Linked DNA regions of Gossypium hirsutum: region 1 is linked to region 2. Evidence: chromatin contacts called from public Hi-C data. All regions are on one chromosome and are shown on one strand. Each heading gives the region's core, a stretch centred on a gene start, on an enhancer-like site or on the middle of the called end of the contact. The rest is flanking DNA. Distances are from core to core; before and after follow the strand shown. Region 1 holds the start of LOC107895614 (NEP1-interacting protein 1). Region 2 holds the start of LOC107895515 (IST1-like protein).

What was found. Hi-C and Micro-C count contacts between places; a contact is called where the count stands out from the background.
Region 1: a contact with region 2 is called in a Hi-C map of leaf, with 1.6 times the contacts expected there. The contact joins the promoter of LOC107895614 here to the promoter of LOC107895515 in region 2. A contact is called at or near these places in 2 of 34 Hi-C or Micro-C datasets (both in leaf).

What each region holds. Positions count from the first base shown.
Region 1 is chrA11:24,122,015-24,126,130 of Gossypium_hirsutum_v2.1, reverse strand. It overlaps LOC107895614 (NEP1-interacting protein 1), which reads right to left and starts at 2,090. Exons shown (of 6, transcript XM_041081411.1): 1 at 1,313-2,090; 2 at 859-939; 3 at 762-856; 4 at 531-614; 5 at 274-441; 6 at 1-180. The coding sequence starts at 1,466. The coding sequence ends at 58.
Region 2 is chrA11:23,859,870-23,863,547 of Gossypium_hirsutum_v2.1, reverse strand. It overlaps LOC107895515 (IST1-like protein), which reads right to left and starts at 2,387. Exons shown (of 7, transcript XM_016820784.2): 1 at 2,196-2,387; 2 at 1,958-2,090; 3 at 1,730-1,833; 4 at 1,468-1,639; 5 at 1,226-1,366; 6 at 1,042-1,145; 7 at 297-958. The coding sequence starts at 2,287. The coding sequence ends at 430. It overlaps LOC107895525 (protein S-acyltransferase 10), which reads left to right. Exons shown (of 12, transcript XM_041081406.1): 12 at 47-171. The coding sequence ends at 62.

The DNA.
Region 1 (4,116 bases), core at 841-3,340, 260 kb before region 2:
AGTAAAAACAAAAAACATAAATAACTCATCTAGTGGTATAATTTACAAAAATTAACATTACAGATCCCTTCTGCATAATGGACAAGAAGCATGACTAACAAGCCACTTATCTATGCAAGGAAGGTGGAACATGTGATGGCACTGCGGCAAGCTCCTAACCGTTTCTCCGAGCTGAAAGTCCTGCATAAAGATAAAATGAAACACCAGACGTCAACCAGACAAGCTTCTTTGATGTTACTAGTTCAAAAATCGAAAAAATATATATGGTTGGACCTGAAGGCAAACTGTACAGGAGACTTTCTCCCCAGAAGCATCGACATTGTTATTTTTAGTGATTATGATCTTTGGGATTTTTTCAACCAAATCTCCAGCCAATCCTTTAACACCACCAGTGTCGAAGATGTTCTGAACCTCCTCAAAAGGTGTTTCAGAAGCTCCCATCTGATAACAGAAACTGAAATCATTAGCAAATGGCTGATTGATGGAACCATCAAGTTGTGGCACACAAACCAAACTCCTCAGCATATTACCTGACTTTGGACTGCACTCAGCATCGCCGGACCAATTCGTTCTCGGACAAGCCTCCCACTTAGAAGGCTTGCAATGACATCAATCTGCAAAATTATTTTATCACAAACTCATCAATTTAGATAAACCAAGTCCAAGAGTTGTGTTTTATATCCCTCTTTTCATTGACATAGAAAGCACAAATCAAACCAAAACAAAACTGTAAAATCAGGTGAATAAACAAAAGTGCTCACCAAATACAACAAGCATCCGATCCCGGATTCATCTGATTGCCAAAGAACAAGAGAAGATTCGAAAACTTCGATTGAAAAAACAGCTCCAGATATAGCCCAACTGCGGCGCCTCGAACGAACCCACTCTCGGTCTCTTGTCCTATCAAAGCCCCCGTCATGGCACCTAACAGGGTGCCCACTGCACACAAACAATGTCAATCTCATTCCCAATACTTGAGTACATGATGGTTAAGCTTAGTATCAAGCATTAATTCTAAGAAACCAAACAAAAAGTCATTAATTCTAGGTGTATTTTAGAAATAAATGTAAGACAAATTAATCCAAACTGCTTTGTCTGCACGCAAGATATTCTCATAGTATCGCAATCCAACAAAACAGCAACATGAAATAATAACATCAAAGTAATATATATATATCAATTTATTGCAAAACCGACATCAAAGGCCATGAATAGATCAATAATCAAATGGCTTGAATGAAACAATATTTACATATAAATTAGATCTACAACGAGAAATTGAAACGCTTCGAGACGAGAGAAAGAAACGAACCTAATGCAAAGAAGAAGGTTAAGATCGCAGAGAAAATGTTGCCAATAATGGCGGAAAAGGCGAAATTGCAAAAATCTTTAAGCTTTTCAAGGAAATCCCCAAAGAAGGAAGGTGGAGGCCTCGAAAAACGAATTTGGTATTCATGAAATTCCATTCTTTTTCTCTCTTTTTTTTTTTCACTTCCCTTGGATTTGGGTGATTGTTGGAAAATGAGACCGGTTATGGGTGATCTACAAGTACAGGATTTAAGAACGAAGAAAGCTTATATATATATAAGGGAATTAAAGAAAAAGAAGAGAGAAAGGGTATGTATGCTTAGTGCAGGGATTTAAATAGCGGTCCGTTATCGAAATAGCGGCCGTTATATAGCGGTAACGGCACCATCCGAAACCGCTACTGCCGAAACCCACTATATCTGCAATACACAATAAGTAATGTAAAATTTACGACCGCGATACCTACAATGACCGCAATAGCATTCGTTATGTCCGCAACCGCGATAAACGCAATGCGACCGAAAACACGACCGCGACCGCAATTTAAATCCCTGGCTTAGTGCTTAAGAGATAAGAAGAGAAAGGAAATGAACCAACTCGCATTTAAAGCTTAATTTCTTTGTTAGACCCTCGCTTCCAGTTTTTCTCTTTTGAGAACATGAAAATTTCTGACTTGTGGATGAAAGAGACGATATTCTCTCTCTCTCTGTGAAGCAGTTTAATATCTTTATTTAATACACGAAAAAAAGGGTTTTAAATGCATAAATAAAATTAAAGTTATTAAATTGTAATAGTGATCATTGTCAAAAACTCATAAATGAAGTGGACTTCAAATATTCATGGTCTAAAATGTTCATTGTAAAAACTCATAATCACTCTCCATTTTCATCTTTAAAATTTGGATGATTAGCACTCATTTTTTTAAAAATATCAATTGGTTTTACTTTGCTTTTGATGTTTTGCCAACTCTTTATTAAGACATGGATCCCTTATCTCAAATAAAAAAGACATGGATCCCTTCAAACTTCAAATAACCCCATCTCTCTCCACATTTAGCAATTTTTCCACCATTTTAAACATGATTCCTAGCTTCCCCTTTTTCTTCTCTTTGTTTTTGCTTTTGGTTGGATGACTATGATTTTCCTAATATCCCCAATTATTACTTTTTTTCCCACTAACCTAATAATCACTTTTTAAGTCACCATTAATATTGTAACCATTGTCGTATTTCTTTTCTTTTGCCGATTAATATTATATACTTGAAAAGAGCCGGGAATTAAAGGGGAAGGGATGCTTCCTTTCTTTTCCCTTTGCTTAAATGATAGATTATTTATCCGAGTCTATCAGCATATTTCCTTTCTATGTATGGATGTGGTCGGATTGAGGCTCATATTAACATATAGGTCTATTTATATTTAGGGAAAGAAAAAAACAAAATTTACAAAAAAAAATAATTTTAATTTAATATTTCACATTTTAATATATATATATTTAAAACTTTACATATAAACAAATTAGTATATTGTTTATATCATAGTATTATATATTTTTATAAATTTTTATTTTTTATGTGATATAAAATATATTATATATATAAAATAAAATAATATGACATAATTTTTAAAAAATAAATAAAACTCAAGTCTTAAATGTGGAGTCAAGTTTGAAAACAGAAGCTAAATAAGTCATATATGTCAAAAAAAAATTTCTTTAACTAAATAAGTTGATATTTTGAAAATTTAGGGAAATAGACTGTTTTTTGAGAGAAAGTAAAAAAACGCTCCAACTGGACGTGTTTTACCTTTAAGTTACATTTTTTTAACTTTTTTAATATAATCAAATTCTTTGGTGAAATGATTAAATGTTATTCATTAAGTTTCAAGTTTGATTCTTCTCCCACCTACATTTATATTTTTTTTCTTTTTTTTAAAAGTTTTTTATATTTTTAATTAATGTTTTTAACATATTAACTTATTTGGTTAAACGGTTAAATAATAATAATTTCATTCTTTATACTCAAGTTCAATTTCTTAACTAGATGCAATTTCTCACTTTTAAAAAAAAAAAATCGACATATTTAGCCAATAAACTTTATATATATATATGACTAATTTAACAGAAAAAAATTATTTTTTGCTCAAAAACAAAAATTTGAGCTTCTACGTATAACCCAATCATTGAATAAGCATATATATATATATATATATGCATGTAATTCTTGTTACTTGCACTCCAATGGTAACGGTCATAAGCTCCCAATGAGTTACGTTGGAGCCAATGCAAAGTCCCAAAAGAAAACAAAAACAAAAACAGACATACAAGTGGGAGGGAAAATATCTCATTCGTTTATCAAAGAAGGAAAAAGGAAGAAATGTTAAAATTAATTATTTTAAAAAAATAAAAGGTAGGCGAAAATCAAAAGAAACCAACTAAAGTGTTGCATGCCTTTCAAGTTAAGATGATGATGGCATTGATGGAAGAAAATAAAAATGATGCAACATCTAAATCACAACCGTCGCATGCATCACCCTTCCTCTTCCACACACGATTTTAGATTATATTCATCCTTCTAAGTTTCAATTTAACAGTCCCATTACATCATCATCACCTTTGAAATTCAATTTTAGGTGTATATTGAAATGACCTCTATTTTTTTTTAATTTAAAATGTAAATTTAATTGTTATTATCGTTAAAATTCTACTATTAAATATCAGTTTATTACAATATTATTTTTTTATTATATAATTATAAAGTGTTTTTTATTTGAAAATGTCACACAAATAAATTTAAAAATAAATAAAATTTAA
Region 2 (3,678 bases), core at 1,138-3,637:
TCTGATGTTTTAAACTGTGTTAGATTTATACTTCTGATGTTTTAACATGCCGTTGCTGCTGACATTATAGGGCAATATATCATTTACCATATCTATGAACTGATTCTTTACCCGCAAAATTTTAATGCGAGGTTGTGTTATGTATCATATATCTAGATATGGTTGGCTGAAGGCAGAGTTGCTTGTCGGGTTTAGATTTATACTTCTGATGTTTTAATCTGTGTTAGATTTATATTCTAACTATTATTTGATAAGGCTTGTTACCCATGTCATCTTCCATTACCAGAAACAAAAAATTGACATCAACTAAATATGATTATTATATCTTCTATTTCCTTTCTCAAGGACAGTACATACAGAACAAATGCATTCATAAAATTGTATAATAATATCTGAATCTCAATAAAATTGGTTACAAGCATCTGATTTTCATGGTAGTGATTTGCGATACTTGAGAGCTTCAAAACGAGCTGCCAGATCATCATAATCCGGCAATTTTGGGTGTACACGGTGAATAGAAGAATCCTGTTTCTCAAGAGAAGGTACTGGTGGTGGCAGATCAGTGCTGCCAACAGGATAATCTTCAATTTCTATTTCTTCATCACAATCTGATTCATCAAACTTTATATCTGAATGTGCAGCAGGGGCATGATTGTAGCTGTGTCTCCTACAGGTCTTTCCACCTCCATTGTTGCCGGGTCTTACATCCTCAGTACTTGGAGGGTTGAACGTCCCAAAACTCCGAGATTCATACATTCTCCTAGTTCCAGGAGGAGAAGTTGGAACAGATCCTCGAGCAGCGTTGCCTACACAACCAGATGCTTCACTAAATAGATTACTCTCTCGGTTGGCCAAATATGCAGCAGCTTGTGCGGCAGTAATTGCTTTTTTTGCAGATTCTTCTGCTGCTTCTGCAGCTGCAACCGTGTCTTTAAAACGATTATGGCCCTCTTCTCCTCTGCCACATTATTTTTAGTAAGAACAAAGAATATAAACAAGTTAGAAACAGTTGATGGTGAAAATTTTTGATTGAAAACTGACCTAGAGCAGAGTTTCCTGGTCATAGACTCTTTTGGTTCCGGACAATGATTTGTAGCAGGTTTCACAGGTAAGCTGGTTGCACTAACGAATGTACGTGGCCCCTCCTAATCAATTAGAAAAGCACATTAGTTTATATTAGAACGACAAAGAAATGAGCTTAGAATGAATGGACTTGTGAACTAACAATAAGCTCTTCAGGAGGCTTGAGCAGCTCCTTTTCTGATTCAGTTGTATCCCATTCTATGTTGTGATCCTTAGCTATTTCCTTCATGACTTTCAATTTTGCTTCACCTGTAGGAGTTTTAACTGAGAGCTTGTCAATCAGCTGTAGGAACAGAGACAAGCAAAGGCAATGTCAGTAATCTCAACAGCAAGCTAAATTTGATATCCTACAATGGAGCAATCATGATAAAAGAGAAAGCTAACCAAGCGATTAACACCGCAGTTGGGCCGCAGATCAGTGGCAGCAGCTACAAAATCTCTTCCGTATTTCTTCTCAAAAATGTTTCTAATTTCTATTAGCTCTGGAATCTCAGCACATCTTGGGGCCGCAAATATCAAACTAGCAATTCCTTCTTTCAGATCAGCAGGGCATTCCCTGTAATAGTTGGACTGCTTTAGTAACATTTTATTTTATGTAAAGAGAAAATCTATAGAAAGTACCCATGGTGTCATCAGGCTGCCTCACCTACGCTTCTTGATGATGGAAAGCCTGGCTACCACTAACTCACAAAAGAGCTCAATGAACTCATTTGCAGCTAAAACATTTTGTTCTCTCATGACATGTTCAACCTAAACATCCATTCCCAATATAAGAAGCAAAACAGACAAAGATAAACAGGAGGACTTTTAAATCTATATATATGATGGTGTAATGCTACTAATGGTGAACTAAACAGTAACGCAAAATGAATACTCGAATGCGGGCGGTGGCATCTTGACCAGACTGAAGAAGCAAGGCGATGTCACGCCTCATTTGTTTCAGCACTACTTGTCTCTTGTTCCTGAGTAGCTTTATCCTTGCAACCGCCATTTTGGCAGCCGTTTTGCTGGATAAATAACAAGAGAAACGAAACAAAAGTAAAGAAATGGAAACCCAGAATTGAAAAAAAAATACTCTTTTTTTTTTGGTTTTTAAGGAAAATGGAGGGTACCATTTGGAGGAGTTGAAGCCATTGCCGAAGAGAGAGAGCGTAAGCTTCATGAGCTTCTTGGAATGTGCAGTGGCGGCAGCCGCGACCGTCATGGCTTGCACCCTTGGCCTTGCAGAGGATCTAAGAAAAGAAGAAGAAGAAGAGTGTCTATTTGTAACGGTTGGATTGGCAAAAAAGGCATTGGGATACACTGTATTTTCAGCAATACTTAAATCCTTTTCATTGTCTGGGTCCCACTTTCTTCTACAGCGACCAATGTAACCGTTATGTGATTTGATACGTGGGAAGAATCCGATGGGGATCCTATCAGCTTTTTGGGCTTCAATTTGGATCAAAGAAGCCCATTTTCCAATGTCAAATGGATTTTTAATTTTGAATGTTACTGGGCCTTCACTCACTTTTTTTATTTATATAAATTTTCTAATAAACCGAACAAGAAGAATTGGAAGTTTTTATTTCTTTCTTCTTCAAATATATTTTAATGAAATAGCTTTTTTTTTAATTTACAAAAATAACACTGGGAACTTGATGAGGTGGAAAAATGTGGTTTGTCAAATGTTAAAAGAATTAAGATGTTTTTTGTTTGAAGTTAAACAATTCTCTATGATAATGAATCATATCTTTAATTGATTTGGTTGAGTTTCTGTTCCACTCATATAAAAGGCATGGGTTAAGCTTCATAAAAGTATCATGGACACAATTCTCCAAAAAAATATAAAATTACTTCAAAACTATAAAAACTTTTAAATTTTTTAAAAATTTACTTTAAAAAAAATTTAAAACAAATTTAAACAAATAATCATCAAAGTTCACTCTAAAGTGATTTTTTAAATAATTATAAAAAATATAAAAATATATTTAAAATTATTTAATAATTATAAATAATGATTAAATTTTTTAAAATTCATATATACATGCATGTTTAAAGAAATCAAACATACCCATATATAATATACACAGATATCTTTTTAATCCAATTGATATTTTTAGTTAATCAAGTTGATAAGTTCTATTTTATTAATTTCTTATAATCGTTAATAAATGTTAACTAATTTTCTATAATTATTTAAGAAATAACTTTAAAATAAACTTAGACAAATGGTTGTTGAGGATTATTAAAAATTATTTAGTTTGGAGATTTTTTAATTTTTAAATATTTAATAATGTGGCAAAATGTATCAGACCAGAATGAGGTACGCCTAGTACACCACGTGTAATTATCCGGTTGCTTCGTTAGACACGTCATTACTAAAAATAGAAATGGATGGAAACTTTAAGAAATTGATTAGTTTAGACTAAATGTAATCCAAAAAGCTGATGACTCAAATGGAGAGGATGGATGGAATAATCCACAAGAACCATACATAATATAGTTATATCAGATTAGTTGGAGTTATGAACATAAGTTTGAGAGATCTGCTCCGCAGTCTCTAATCCTTTCGTCTTATCACTTTCTCCCATATATCATTTCTGAAGTCTAAGA